Regions from separate parts of the Mus musculus genome. Here all the other regions are linked to region 1. Evidence: chromatin contacts called from public HiChIP or PLAC-seq data. All regions are on one chromosome and are shown on one strand. The core of a region is the stretch at or near the end of the contact, and the rest is flanking DNA. Distances in the headings are between cores, read along the strand shown.

The links. HiChIP or PLAC-seq counts read pairs in DNA pulled down with a chosen protein or histone mark.
Region 2: a contact with region 1 is called in an H3K27ac HiChIP or PLAC-seq map of epiblast stem cells, with 4 times the contacts expected there. The contact joins the promoter of H2aw here to the promoter of Zfp672 in region 1. A contact is called at or near these places in 12 of 39 promoter capture datasets (the HPC-7 cell line, cranial neural crest, embryonic stem cells and 8 more), 3 of 484 Hi-C or Micro-C datasets (cortical neurons, embryonic fibroblasts and embryonic stem cells), 20 of 115 datasets of contacts at active chromatin or transcription factors (T-cell acute lymphoblastic leukemia, astrocytes, bone marrow-derived macrophages and 14 more) and 4 of 9 other capture datasets (adipose tissue, embryonic stem cells, liver and 1 more).
Region 3: a contact with region 1 is called in an H3K4me3 HiChIP or PLAC-seq map of forebrain, with 9 times the contacts expected there. The contact joins the promoter of Obscn here to the promoter of Zfp672 in region 1. A contact is called at or near these places in 1 of 39 promoter capture datasets (liver), 1 of 484 Hi-C or Micro-C datasets (embryonic stem cells) and 3 of 115 datasets of contacts at active chromatin or transcription factors (embryonic hindbrain, embryonic stem cells and forebrain).
Region 4: a contact with region 1 is called in an H3K4me3 HiChIP or PLAC-seq map of bone marrow-derived macrophages, with 2.6 times the contacts expected there. The contact joins the promoter of Trim11 here to the promoter of Zfp672 in region 1. A contact is called at or near these places in 6 of 39 promoter capture datasets (the C10 cell line, cranial neural crest, liver and 2 more), 1 of 484 Hi-C or Micro-C datasets (embryonic fibroblasts), 13 of 115 datasets of contacts at active chromatin or transcription factors (astrocytes, bone marrow-derived macrophages, embryonic forebrain and 6 more) and 2 of 9 other capture datasets (adipose tissue and embryonic stem cells).

The regions. Positions count from the first base shown.
Region 1 is chr11:58,321,984-58,325,304 of GRCm38.p6, reverse strand. It overlaps Zfp672 (zinc finger protein 672), which reads left to right and starts at 1,940. Exons shown (of 4, transcript NM_001256516.1): 1 at 1,940-2,035; 2 at 2,576-2,736.
Region 2 is chr11:58,953,105-58,955,984 of GRCm38.p6, reverse strand. It overlaps H2aw (H2A.W histone), which reads right to left and starts at 1,300. Exons shown (of 1, transcript NM_178218.4): 1 at 793-1,300. The coding sequence starts at 1,247. The coding sequence ends at 855. It also overlaps the pseudogene H2bu1-ps and a transcript of Trim17 not described here.
Region 3 is chr11:59,134,845-59,138,142 of GRCm38.p6, reverse strand. Obscn (obscurin, cytoskeletal calmodulin and titin-interacting RhoGEF) reads left to right here and starts at 1,768. Exons shown (of 104, transcript NM_001171512.2): 1 at 1,768-2,749. The coding sequence starts at 1,768.
Region 4 is chr11:58,976,419-58,979,577 of GRCm38.p6, reverse strand. Trim11 (tripartite motif-containing 11) reads right to left here and starts at 1,485. Exons shown (of 6, transcript NM_053168.2): 1 at 934-1,485. The coding sequence starts at 1,338.

The DNA of each region.
Region 1 (3,321 bases), core at 691-3,190:
CCTCGAACTCAGAGATCCACCTGCCTCTGCCTCCCAAGTGTTGGGATTAAAGGTGTGCGCCACCACTGCCCGGCTGAGGCTAGGTTTTCTTTTGAGGCTAGAAGCCATGATAGGATAAAAATAATAGACAAGGAGTTATATTTACTTTTATGATGAAAATTGACAGGAAAATAGAAAGCAAGGTTTGGATCCTTCCATATCTCATCTGCGTGTGCAACATGGAGGGCCTAAAACCCAGCAGGCAATGTGTGGATTTGGATTGAGGTGTGGAAATGCCTTCAATCATCAGATAATGCCTATCTTAATTGCAGAGCATGATGGTCACACCTTTAGTCCTGACACGGGGAGGCAGAGGCAAGTGGATCTCTGAATTTGAAGTGAACATACTAAATTCCAGGCCAGCCAGGGCTACATAGTGAGACCCTCTCTCAAAACAAAGCCTACCTGCTCTGCAAATGACAGGTTAGCAGCTCAGTAATCGCTGTCTTTTACTCATGACCAGAACCATCTGTAACATCTGGCCATGCCAGTTTCACTGTCTGCACCTAGAAGATAACACCCTGGAAACCACCATAAAGCTGAACCTATGTGTATATACAAATATATTTGTGTGACATTTCAGTCTGTTGTCATCTAAAAAGTAAACAACTGTGAAGTTGTTACAAAATAAGTCACTCAGAAGGGAAGGGGGATGGGAGGAGGATCTTCGTGCAAAGGGTACTGGGAGGAGGGGGCTGATATTGTGATGTAAATTTTTAAAAGGTAACTTGAAGATACTATCAGTTCCCAGTATGTATTATAAAGTCAAATGATTAAATATATTTATATATCTTACAAAATTAAGTCATACACAAACTTTTTTTTAATGTTACTCTTTTATTTCAATAATGGTCTTGACAGGTAGTTTCATGTCTGTTGCTTTAGTAAAACACCCTGACAGAGCAACTAAATGAAGCAAGACTATTTTAGCTTCCAACTCTAGGTGATAGTCCATTACTATAGAGGAGTCTCAGCAGCAGTACAGGTGCTTGCTCCACATCCCATAGTCATGAACAAAGAGCTAATGGGTGCTTGACGCTTGCTCTCTGTCGCCTCCCAACACTCAGAACAGTGCAGAACCTAATCCATGACATGGTACCTCCCACATTCGGAGTGGGCCTTCCACCTCACTTAACCCAATCATGAAAATGTTAACCATGGGTCAACTCAACCCATATAATTCTCGTTGAGACTGTATTCTCAGGTGTTTTGATATCCTTTCAAATAGACAAAACTAACCAACACGGACTCAGGGTCTATGCTGGCTGAATTCCTGCTCCCACTGCGTCCAGCGAGTCTGCGTCCCACCGATCTGTTTCGTGTGGTACTTGTAAATAAACTCTGGGTCTCGGCTCGTCCAGCAATCTGTCAATTGAGCTACATCCCCAGCAGGTTTACGGTTTTGAGTTGGGCGTTCTATGCTGCAAGCGCTGGTTAGAAGCCCTTGCTCTGAAAGGTTGGGAGCCGTCTCCATTCACACCGGAAGGCATCTGGTCAGCAGAACAGGACTACCGCCGTCCCTGGCAATGCTGGACAGGTCATTAATCTATGGGGAAGATTAATCAAGACAGTGAGCATCTGGTCTGGCCTCGCAGTTTAGAAATACATTAACATGGCGACGGATGGGTGCTACTGGTCTCCCTCGAGTGGTCTATACGGCCCTGACTCAGCTCAAGGTGGCACTGGGCTCACAGCCCTTTGCTCTCAGTAGCAGAAGGGCCCACGCGTGGACACCCGAACGGAGAGACAGGTTAGCTAAACCTGCCCTGTGACACTGTGGGCACACCATGTCAACTCCGCCCTCTGCCAGGGCAGGTCAATAGTGCGCTTGCGCGGGCTAGATGCCCCAGTAACCCTGCGGACAGAGTGGGCCAATCAGCGTGCTGTCTCCTGGCCCCGCCCTGCACTGCGCCCGCCCCTTCCTCCGCGCCCTGAGGCCAGCGCTGTCCGCAACGCTTTGAGGTGAACGCGGCTCGGAGCGGCCCTCCGAAGACTGGTGAGAGGGCTGAGGGCCTCAAGGCAGGGCGGGCGGGGCCGCGGCCCTCGGCCGCTGCCGTCTCCTCTCAATACCGGGTCGAGGGACCTGGACCGGAGGGCGGCGGGCCAACGCGCCTGCGCAGGTTGCTCCAGGCCGGCGGTGCTGTCCAGCCTCACACCGGGGAAGTTGCCCGCCTGACGGAGCGGGCCAAGGGGCGATGACAGCCTGTGGCCGGTAGTGACAGCTTCAGGAGACCCGAGGAAGCGTGTGTCTTGCCTCAGCGCCCCGCAGGCTCGCGTCACTGGGGCGCCGGCGCCCGCCTGTGGTTAAGGCAGGCCGGGGTGTGCGTGCCATCGCGGTGGGAAAGGATTCCTGGGGCGGAGCGAAAAAGCCAGAAAGACCTGGCAGGCTGTAGTGTGCTAGAAGTCGGCCAGTAAGTTATGCCCCTGCCTCAGTCAGGCTCTGCCTAAGTAAGAGCGGTCCTGCAGAGTAAATCGCAAGTACCGCACAACTTCAGTTCTCAGGTTTATGACTGCTTTGACCTTTCTCTCTTCATAGAAACTGTTATGGTTTCCTGTATTGAGTTATCCCAGGCTGCAGGTACAGGCAACTTAAGTCCTCAAGGTCACACAATTAGTCATGGAAGAACTAGGAATTGGATGCTTGCCTTTCTGGATCCTCTAAGCAGGTTTGTCAACATAAAACGAAGCTCCCCAAAGGTAATGTGAGATGTATGCAGGCTACAGCAGAATTGGGGGGAAATTGCTATAAGTTTTAGATGCTATGTAATTATAGTCTTAGCTTTCAGGTTAGTGGAGGTTAGTGGTTTAAGTTAATGTCTTCCAAAAGCTTTACCTGATGGTACAAAAGTCTGTTAAAGAGATGAGAGGTAAATGACTGTTAAGGTGATTAAAAATAAAGATATCCAAAATAAATGTATCACCCCTACCAGACTTCCCGCCTCTGCCTCGGATGCTTGCACTACTGTGCCGGGGTGCTGTGAGATGAGACTGGGTACACAGGAAGGTGATCTTTGGGAGAGCCTTTAGGGTGTTGTGCTTTGTTTTTATAAACAAAATCTTAAGGAACAAATTCCTGTATCATGTTATTAGCCTCCATAATTCAGGTAGCAAGATTGAGGACAACTTGAAGCTACATGATACCTCATCCCCAAAGAAAGTATGACCTACAGTACAGGTAGCAGATGAGAAAACTCTGCCAACAAAAGAGGTGGGAGGCCTGGTTTGGGTTTAAGATTTATCTATGTATATGTGTTTGGGCATGTGTCTGAGTGCACTCAACCA
Region 2 (2,880 bases), core at 51-2,550, 630 kb before region 1:
TTTAAAACGATTTAAAGGTAACTCATTTAACCCCCTCCTCTCCCTTTCCCAACCACGCTCCTGATTTACCTGTAACTCAACCATTCGTCATGCTGCTTAAAGAAGTCACAATCATCTATAAAAGCATGTCCTTAGTATGATGCTGCTTTAAACTTTATGACAAAGGACACTGCTGTACTCTCACACCTAGTTTAACCAGAACCTGACAAATCACTTTGCTCCCCAAGGTTAAGCTACTTAAGTGGATCCGATTAACCAGTTCCAAAGGCCTGCAGGACCACCATGCTCATCTGTAATCCTACCACTAAGCAGGCTGAAGCAGCCTAGAGACCGGCTCCCCACCCCCACAAAGGAAACCAGCAAAACTCCAAAGTTGTAAATCGCCTTGTAACAGAACATTTATATAAACAAGTAGATTTGAAATACCAAGTCTCCCCTCAGAAACCTTTGAAAACCCCGTCCTAACTGGAAGACTTGAACATGTCAATTTAACCCAGTTTCAATAGAAACACTAGCATCTAAACCAGAACCTTATACTAATTTCTATTATTAAGTATCCCCTTAATGTCCAAACACGAACGTTAACTGCAACCTTGTGTCTGACACGGAGTGGTGGGGAGAAACTCGAACGCCTCCAACGGCCCGCAGGCCACCCGCAGATGAAGCCGTTGGTCTCCCTTGAGCTCCCCAAGCGCCGCACAGGGATGCAGGAATGCACGGAAGGAGTCAGGAGAACTGGCCTGGCCAGTAACTGGCGACAGGCTCAGTGTACAGCGCTTTCTAATGAGGTTGTGGGTGGCTCTGAAAAGAGCCTTTGGTGTCTGTAAAAGTCGCACTAACGACCGGTAGGGGCCTCACTTGCCCTTGGCCTTGTGGTGGCTCTCGGTCTTCTTGGGCAGTAGCACGGCCTGGATGTTGGGCAGGACGCCGCCCTGCGCGATGGTCACGCGGCCCAGCAGCTTGTTGAGCTCCTCGTCGTTGCGGATGGCCAACTGCAGGTGGCGCGGGATGATTCGCGTCTTCTTATTGTCGCGGGCCGCATTACCAGCCAATTCCAGGATCTCAGCAGTCAGATATTCTAGCACAGCCGCCAGGTACACCGGGGCACCAGCGCCGACCCGCTCCGAATAATTACCCTTACGGAGAAGGCGGTGCACACGGCCCACTGGAAACTGCAGGCCGGCACGGGAAGAACGAGACTTCGCTTTTGCACGAGCTTTGCCGCCCTGCTTGCCACGACCAGACATCTTCCACTGATAACCAAAAGTACGCAAAAACAGAAAAGAAACCTAGCGAAAACGAATTCGTAAGCGCCAGCAAGCTCTTATATATGATCAGGAGGGAGGCTAGACTGCACCTTCCTATTGGATGCCAACAAGAACCAATCAGAAAAGAACGCGGAGCCTTCCTAATTTGCATATGCCTTACCCCGCGATGACGTAATGTAAAATTGTATTCAATCAAAGGGAGTGATGCCTGATCCTTCATTTGAATGCAAGGCATACAAATATTCTTGCTACAGGGGCGTCCGCGTTTCCGTAGTACAACTAGACATTATGCCTGATCCATCCAAATCAGCTCCAGCCCCCAAGAAAGGCTCCAAAAAGGCGGTCACCAAGGCGCAGAAAAAGGATGGCAAGAAACGCAAACGGGGCCGCAAGGAGAGCTACTCCATCTACGTGTACAAGGTGCTGAAGCAGGTGCATCCGGACACCGGCATCTCGTCTAAGGCCATGGGCATCATGAACTCGTTCGTCAATGACATCTTCGAGCGCATCGCCAGCGAGGCCTCCCGCCTGGCGCATTACAACAAGCGCTCGACCATCACGTCCCGCGAGGTGCAGACAGCCGTGCGCCTGCTGCTGCCCGGGGAGCTGGCCAAGCATGCTGTGTCCGAGGGCACCAAGGCAGTCACCAAATACACCAGCTCCAAGTGAGGCGCGGCGAGGGTGCCCTCAATTCAAAGGCTCTTTTCAGAGCCACCCATACAGTCGTTAAAAGGGTCTTGAACACAGTGCGGGCCACTGACGATTGCCACGCGCCCGAGGCGTTCCCTGACACTGGGTGCGGCCAAGTCCGATTTTTGAGCGAGAAATGTGGGGGTATGGCTGCTTTGCCCTTCCTAAGCGTAGAGTGTGAACGACAGCTGCAGGAGCAGGCAAGGGGCGTGAGTCCTCTCCCCAAGCCTGAAGTTTCGGTGGGCGAGGTCACAGTGAGGTGGTATTCTGGATGTGGGCCCCCTTGGTGGCCTCTGAATCTGTGTTCCCTTTAGCACCCTTTCCATCCTTTTCTGGAATAGAGAGGCGTCTTTAGCCCCTGAAAACTATTCTGACATTATATCATGTCAATAAACCCTGCACTAGCAGTATGCTGGAAACGGGGCGGGGGGAGGGGCGGCACACCGCAAAGCCTGTGTGCAGGAGCTAGGATGTAATTAGCCTGAGCTGCCAGCAAGCAGTTTCAGTGGTTAGGGGATGGGAGGTGGGAAAGAGTTCCGTTGTTTTGAGCAAGAGTTGTTCCCCTAAAGCTGCATAATTTTCTGTGAAGCATTAGTAAAAGAATAATCCACACTCAGCATTTATTTGGAGAACGTCATTAAAAATTTTTTTATTAGATATTTTCTTTATTTACATTTCAAATCCTATCTCCCTTTCTGGTTTCCCCTCCGAAAACACCCTATTTCCTCCTCCTTCCCCTGCTCACCAACCCACCCACTCCTGCCTGCTTCCTGGCCCTGGCATTCCCCTACACTGGGGAGAATGTCATTTTTATGGAGAACGTTTGGGCAGGGAATTTTACCTGTGGAAAGATCACCACTTTCCTTGGTTTGGCTTTTATTTATGAAAAGAGGATTCGTGATAATTATTTGAGTTGTTACGA
Region 3 (3,298 bases), core at 519-3,018, 810 kb before region 1:
GTTTATCACACTCGTTTCCTCATCTGTAGGAAAGAGAACAGATCCCCTGTCCTGGGAGCCCCTCTCTGGCTTCAGACCTGCTTGGCAGGTTGGCCGAGGGGGGGGGGTCTGAGGCTGTCATTCTGAACCCACTAATAGTGGCCAGTGACTTGGTAATACAACTGACTGGTAACATAGAGGGGATGCAGGCCTTGAACAGACAGTGAGATCCAGGGACTACATCTGTGGAGGCCTAGGAAGATTCTGGAATCTCCAATCCAGGAACTGTGGACCTGCTGAGGCTGGGTCCAACTCCCTTCAAATATGTGTGTGCCACAGGCTATTTGCACACTCTTGTTCGTGAGTCTCTGGCTGGGCCACTCCAGCCTAGGCATAAAATGGTGGGTAGAGGCATAAGGAGTCCTGCTTTGCTCTGGGGACCTACAGATTGAGCAGGGAGCTCTCACTCAAGGCCCCTGAAAGCTGATGTCAAGGCCGATCTTCTATGGAACAGATGCTGAAAGGCAGCTCCAGGGGCTGGACTTGGGCCCCAGTTGGTGCGGCCCGACAGCCCTATCCTAACCCTAAGAGACAGGGCCTGTTTGTAGGTGGGGGACAGAGGTGCTGACTGGACAGTGAGTCAGCAAACCGGCCAGTGCTGCCCAGCCCTGGTTCAGGATCAGTCTCCTGGAAGAGGATTAGAGGATTAGCTACCTGAATCACAGGACTGAGAGCCGGAGGGTCAGGGAACACAAACCCATCAACTGGCTGGTCCCGTGTCAGGCAGCCCAGGCTGAGAGACCGGAGGCTGTGTCAAAGCAGAGCAGATGCAGAGGCTGAGGTCTCTGCACTGGGGTACCCATGTCTGCCAGAGGTGGAGGAAGTTAGCCTGTTGAGCCAGCCTCAGTGCCCATTGTTCCTATATGAGACCTGGGGCCGGCGGGTAATTTCAGCCACTCGCTGGATCAGTGGCAGCTTGGCTGGGGCTGTCTTGATTGGGCAGAGGCCAGCCTTATTTGGGTAGTGATGATTCCTAGGAGGACTGAGGCATGCTATGTCGTTCTTGCAGGTGGGGGGTGGGGTGTCCCACGTTGGCAGGACCATGCTAAGGACTGAATAGTGACAAGGCCATCAGGACCCAGGAGAGCTAGGCCTTGGAGCTAGCTGGTTCCTAGCTCCTGGAGAGAGAATCTGGCTGTACTGGTCCCAGACTATAGGGACCCTCCTGCCACTCTTTGCAGCCATTGGCTACACTGCTCCTACACCCTGCTCTTACCTGGGGCCAGGTTTTCCCAGAGGATTGGCAGTGTGAGGGAAGACAGGTGCTAGTGGGTTATATGCAGCCCAGTGAGTGAGGCCCCTTTTGTTAGCATGAGCCCCACTTCAGGTGAGGTTGATGGCTCCTCTCTTTCCCTGCTGGTTGAAGAATATGTTCCCTCAGGAGTCAAGAGGACTTCCTAGTTTGGAATTTAAGGGACATCACTTTGGGTCGTGAGACTGGAGTTGGTCATAGAATGGAGGCACATCAAGGTAACTGAAGATCCTAGACTTTCAAGTCACAGAAAGGGGCCAATCTGAACTGCTGGACTTCGGAGGCACTTGAGTGGGTTGGGAGTGGAGGAGTAATGGAGACCTGGTGAGGAGGTGCCTACTTGGTTAAATTGGCCTCTCCTGGTGACACTGAACGAGGAGGAAGAGGGTAGAATGTGGTACAGGCGACTGGCTAGTCTCAACACCATCATGCCCTTCATTTCTTGTCTTTTGTAGTCCCCCAACCCCACTGACATAATGGACCACTCCTTCAGCGGAGCACCCCGCTTCCTGACGCGGCCAAAGGCCTTTGTGGTATCTGTTGGCAAGGATGCCACGCTGAGCTGCCAGATCGTGGGCAACCCCACGCCACACGTGAGCTGGGAGAAGGACCGGCAGCCAGTAGAGGCAGGAGCGCGCTTCCGCCTGGCCCAGGACGGGGATGTGTACCGCCTCACAATTCTCGATCTGGCGCTAGGTGACAGCGGGCAGTATGTGTGTCGCGCGAGGAACGCCATAGGGGAGGCCTTCGCCGCCGTCGGCCTGCGAGTGGACTCGGAGGGCACGTGTGCCGAGCAGGCGCCCCACTTTCTGCTGCGGCCCACATCCATTCGCGTGCGCGAGGGCGCAGACGCCACCTTCCGATGTCGCGTTGGAGGCTCACCACAACCTGCTGTGAGCTGGTCCAAAGATGGGCGGCGCCTGGGCCCACCCGATGCCCCCCATGTGCGTGTGGAAGAACACGGGGAGTCGAGCGCGCTTCGCATCCGTTCGGCAAGGCCTCGCGATGGTGGCACCTACGAAGTCCGAGCAGAAAATCCGCTGGGCTCTGCCAGCGCTGCCGCCGCTCTGGTGGTGGACTCGGACGCCGAGGTTGCCGGACCACCCGGCACCTCCACCGCCACGCTCCTGGCGCACCTGCAGCAGCGGCGGGAGGCCATGCGCGCAGAGGGCATACCCCCTTCTCCACCCGGCGCTGGCACGCGCACCTGCACGGTGACCGAAGGCAAACACGCGCGCCTCAGCTGTTTTGTGACCGGCGAGCCCAAGCCCGAGACAGTGTGGAAGAAGGACGGGCAGCTGGTGACCGAGGGCCGGCGACACGTAGTGTATGAGGACGAGCAAGAGAACTTCGTCCTTAAGATTCTTTTCTGCAAGCAGTCCGACCGCGGCCTCTACACCTGCACAGCGTCCAACCTCGTGGGCCAGACCTACAGCTCGGTGCTGGTGGTCGTGAGAGGTGAGCAAGCTTGTAGCCCCACACATGCGCAGGGCTGAAGCTCTTTCTGGACAACCCCCTCCTCCCCGCACCTCGTGCGTTCACTTGAGCACCAGCTGCGTTTCCAGGAGATGACCTGGTGCAAAGATCTGCTAAGGTCGCGTGGCTACATCCTGAGTTGGAGGTCTGAGCGGCTCTCTCCTTCCTCAAAACACACTGGCGATGATGGCCTCTGGCCTGAACCATCGTAAAGTCCCAGTCACTACCTCTACATCCCTCCCTGCACACCCCTACCTCACGTAGCGCCTGCTATTGTTTCTTCCGTGTTCCACTTTCTCCTCTTACTCTCCACTTTGTCCCATCAGCTCACCTATTCGACCATGTCCCTTCTTCATTTTTGGTCCCTTGGTCCGTTGAGGACATACTCCCCCCCCCGCCCCCCCCCCCAACTCCGATGATCCCTTGCCTCCTTCTATCTACTAGCTTCAGGTTCCCTGCTCTCTTTCCTCGCCACCCTCTCTGCTCGCTTGCCTTGTCCCTGGCCCTGCTCCTATCGGAGCCCTGCCATTG
Region 4 (3,159 bases), core at 236-2,735, 650 kb before region 1:
CTGCCCATTTCCTGGCGTTACCAGAAAGCAGGCTGTGTCCCCCACACCCAAACCTGCTCCTGTGCTGAACAGCCACAGATACCTAAGCGTACGCAAGACAGAGCATCCATTCTGCAGGAGGGAGACACCCTCTCTGCCATCAGCCTCCTATTTCACAATCATTTCCTATTTCACAAGGTCTCTTTCTGGTAACTCCACACCTTTTGGGATAAAAGGCCTAAGGGTAACTGCTTCTCTGAGCTTTTCTTTCTCTTTTCTTGTGTGAACCCCTATGCAAGAGAAACTTAGTGTTACTTAAGCTGATCTGTCTTGTCTGTTGTTCAGACAGTGAACTTAACAGGACAGAGGACAAAGGTTTTCTTTTTTGGCAATAGAGCAGCTTTAGTGTTGTCCCTTCAGGGCTTATCATGTCATTCGTGGAGAGATGTGGGTCTCTTTCAGCACCATTAAGGGGTTTGGTGGCAGGGGGGTAAACCTGCCAACCAATCATCGGTAAACCGGGTATGGACGAAACGAAATGAAAAATTACTGGGACGATCTCTGTTTATAAGCTTTTTAAGTTTATAAGTTTATAAGTTCACCTTTGTGCTAAAGTCCAAAGTAAAGGAGACTTGGTGCCTGGTTTATTCTGGTCACCCAAGTTCATGCAGTGATGGGGACACACTGGCAGAGTATCAACTCTGACACAGGCCAAACTGTTGATCTGACAGCGGGCCCCTTCACAAGCTCTCCAAGCTGAGTCTGGACTGACTACCAACACCCGGTTTTCCCCAGAATGCACGTGCATCTCATCCTGGAATAAGACAGGCTACAATCCCGACCCCGTCACAGGATCAAGTTAACTGTAACTCACACTTCCTCAACTCAGGGCAGGGCAGTAACGGGACATCCCTTCGCACCGGGCACTGGCCGGCTGCACCCAATGGAACGCACCTTGAGGTCGTCCGCCGCCTCCTGCAGCGGTCTCACCCGGTGAGTCCAGTGCTCCGAACGCTCGCAGATGGGGCACAGCAGGCTGAGGTCGTCGCCGCAGAAGGTGGTCAGCGGCTCGCGGTGCGCCGCACAGACGCCCTGCGGGACCGGAGAAGGCGGGTGCAGGCGTCGTGCCATTTCTGCCATTTTGGCGAGCGGGCGGTTGGGCCGTAGGTTCCTCTGCGCCGACAGCTCGCGACACTCGGGGCACGCGTATGGGCCCTCGGGCTGGCCCCAGCAACGTCGGATGCACTCGCGGCAGAAGTTGTGGCCGCAGTCGGTCATCACCGGGTCGGTGAAGTAATCCAGGCAGATGGCGCAGGTGGCCTCCTCCTGGAGGTTGGTGGACAAGTCTGGGGCAGCCATGGTGCTGGCGTCTGCGCCTGGATCGAGCTTTTCGTGGTGCACCGGGATCGGGCAACTCCGCCGCGAGAGCGCAGTGGGAACGGGCCAGGAGCAGGTAGCGGCACTCTCAGCCTCCTGGGTAGTGGGTACATCCGGCACTAAGCTCTCAGACTTCCGCCGGAAGAGAAACCACAGCGGAAGCAGGAAGCTAGTTTTTATTATTTTTTAGAACCCGTTTGTTCTTGGGTTGGCCGCTGTGTATCGGGGCTCGGGGTCGGAATCGAATTATAGTGCAAGAGATCGCATTTTCGCCTCTCTTGCGGTGACAAGTCTCCGCAGGTGGTGTCCCCGCACCCCAAGATCCGGATGCTGCAAACTTTGGCCATGGGTTCTGTAGCTAATCTCTTGTGCACTGTGTAAACCTTTCTCCGGTCAATACAATGGCCAGTGAGCTTAGGCAGGAAATTAGAAGGTGTGATGCCTGGAAAAGAGAGGGGCCGGGGTGGATGCCGGGATCGACACCGACGCAAGTTTGGCCCCAGAACGCTGATGGAGATAGCAGCAAAAACTGAGAACCAGGTAACCAGCCACGTGTGGCAGAACTTAGAATAACGGGATGATTATGCACGAATCAGGAAACAGTCAAAGCTTATGGTGGTGACCGTCTGCGGCCACAACTTCTGCCGCGAGTGTATCTGACGTTGCTGGGGCCAGCAACTTAGAAAAGTTGTGGACAGCGAGTGCTAAACTAGAAAGCCAGGCACGGCTTCTCTCCCGTAAGATTTCCCGTAGCGGCGGGCTGAGCGCTTGAGCGGCCGTCTATAAGCAACTGGGTAGCGAGCCGGAACGCACTCCAGCCTGCGTCTGCAGCGGCCCGGGTCTAGCACTCCCGCGGCTGCTGAGTCAGGCAGCGGCCGGCCACGAGCCTCTGGCGTGGCCCGCAGGCGAGCAGCTTCTCAGAGCTGCACGAACCAAGCGCAGTTTGCGATCCAGAGCTGGGGCACATAGGCCTGGCTTTCAGCCGGTGGCTGCAGGTAAAGACCTAAAGCCATTCTCGAGCAGCAGGTCGGAAGGGCCTGCAGAAAGATGGAAACAATGGGGGCAGCCTCCTGAACTGAGCTGAGGGGTTGAAGTTAGCCACCGTAGACACTTGCTGGTCTGTGGAGCCTGCAGACGCACTAAAGAACAAAAGGAACATTTTCCCGCAGCGGCTATGGGACTAAAAAGCCCCAAACTTCTGAACCGGTAAGGTATTAAGTTTGAAAACAATAAAAGAGGAAAGAGACTAAATATAAAACATCGTAGACAAATATAGTTTAAGTTGGTAAATCGAAGTTTTTAAGGAGATAGAGATTAAAGGGAAAATATCTTCTATGATAAAAATGGAAAGAACTCAGTGGCACAGGGCATCTAGAGTCTGTATAATTTTTGCTATAGTTATCAGCATATAAATAATTTTTTTCAGTAACGATAACAAATTTTCTATATCTTTTTAAAGAGAGATCAAAAGAAAGCAAACTTAGATAAGGAGAAGACTGGAAGATGTAGGTTACAGGCCTTAGAAGAAAAATTAGAAAAAAATATAAATAAAAATTAGGAAAACTCTAAAGTAGTAGAGATACGACGAGAAAGATATCTGAAAAATGAAGACAGGTCATAGAAGAGAAATTGGAAAGATTTATAAATAAAAATGAAAATACTAAGATAGTAGAGCTACAAGAAGAAGAAAATATAAAAAATGGAGATGGGTCTTAGGAGAAAAATTAGAAAAAAAATTATAATTAGAATTGAGAAAGATACTGAGATAGACAGGGGAAAGAAGGCTAAAACATTCAGTACCAC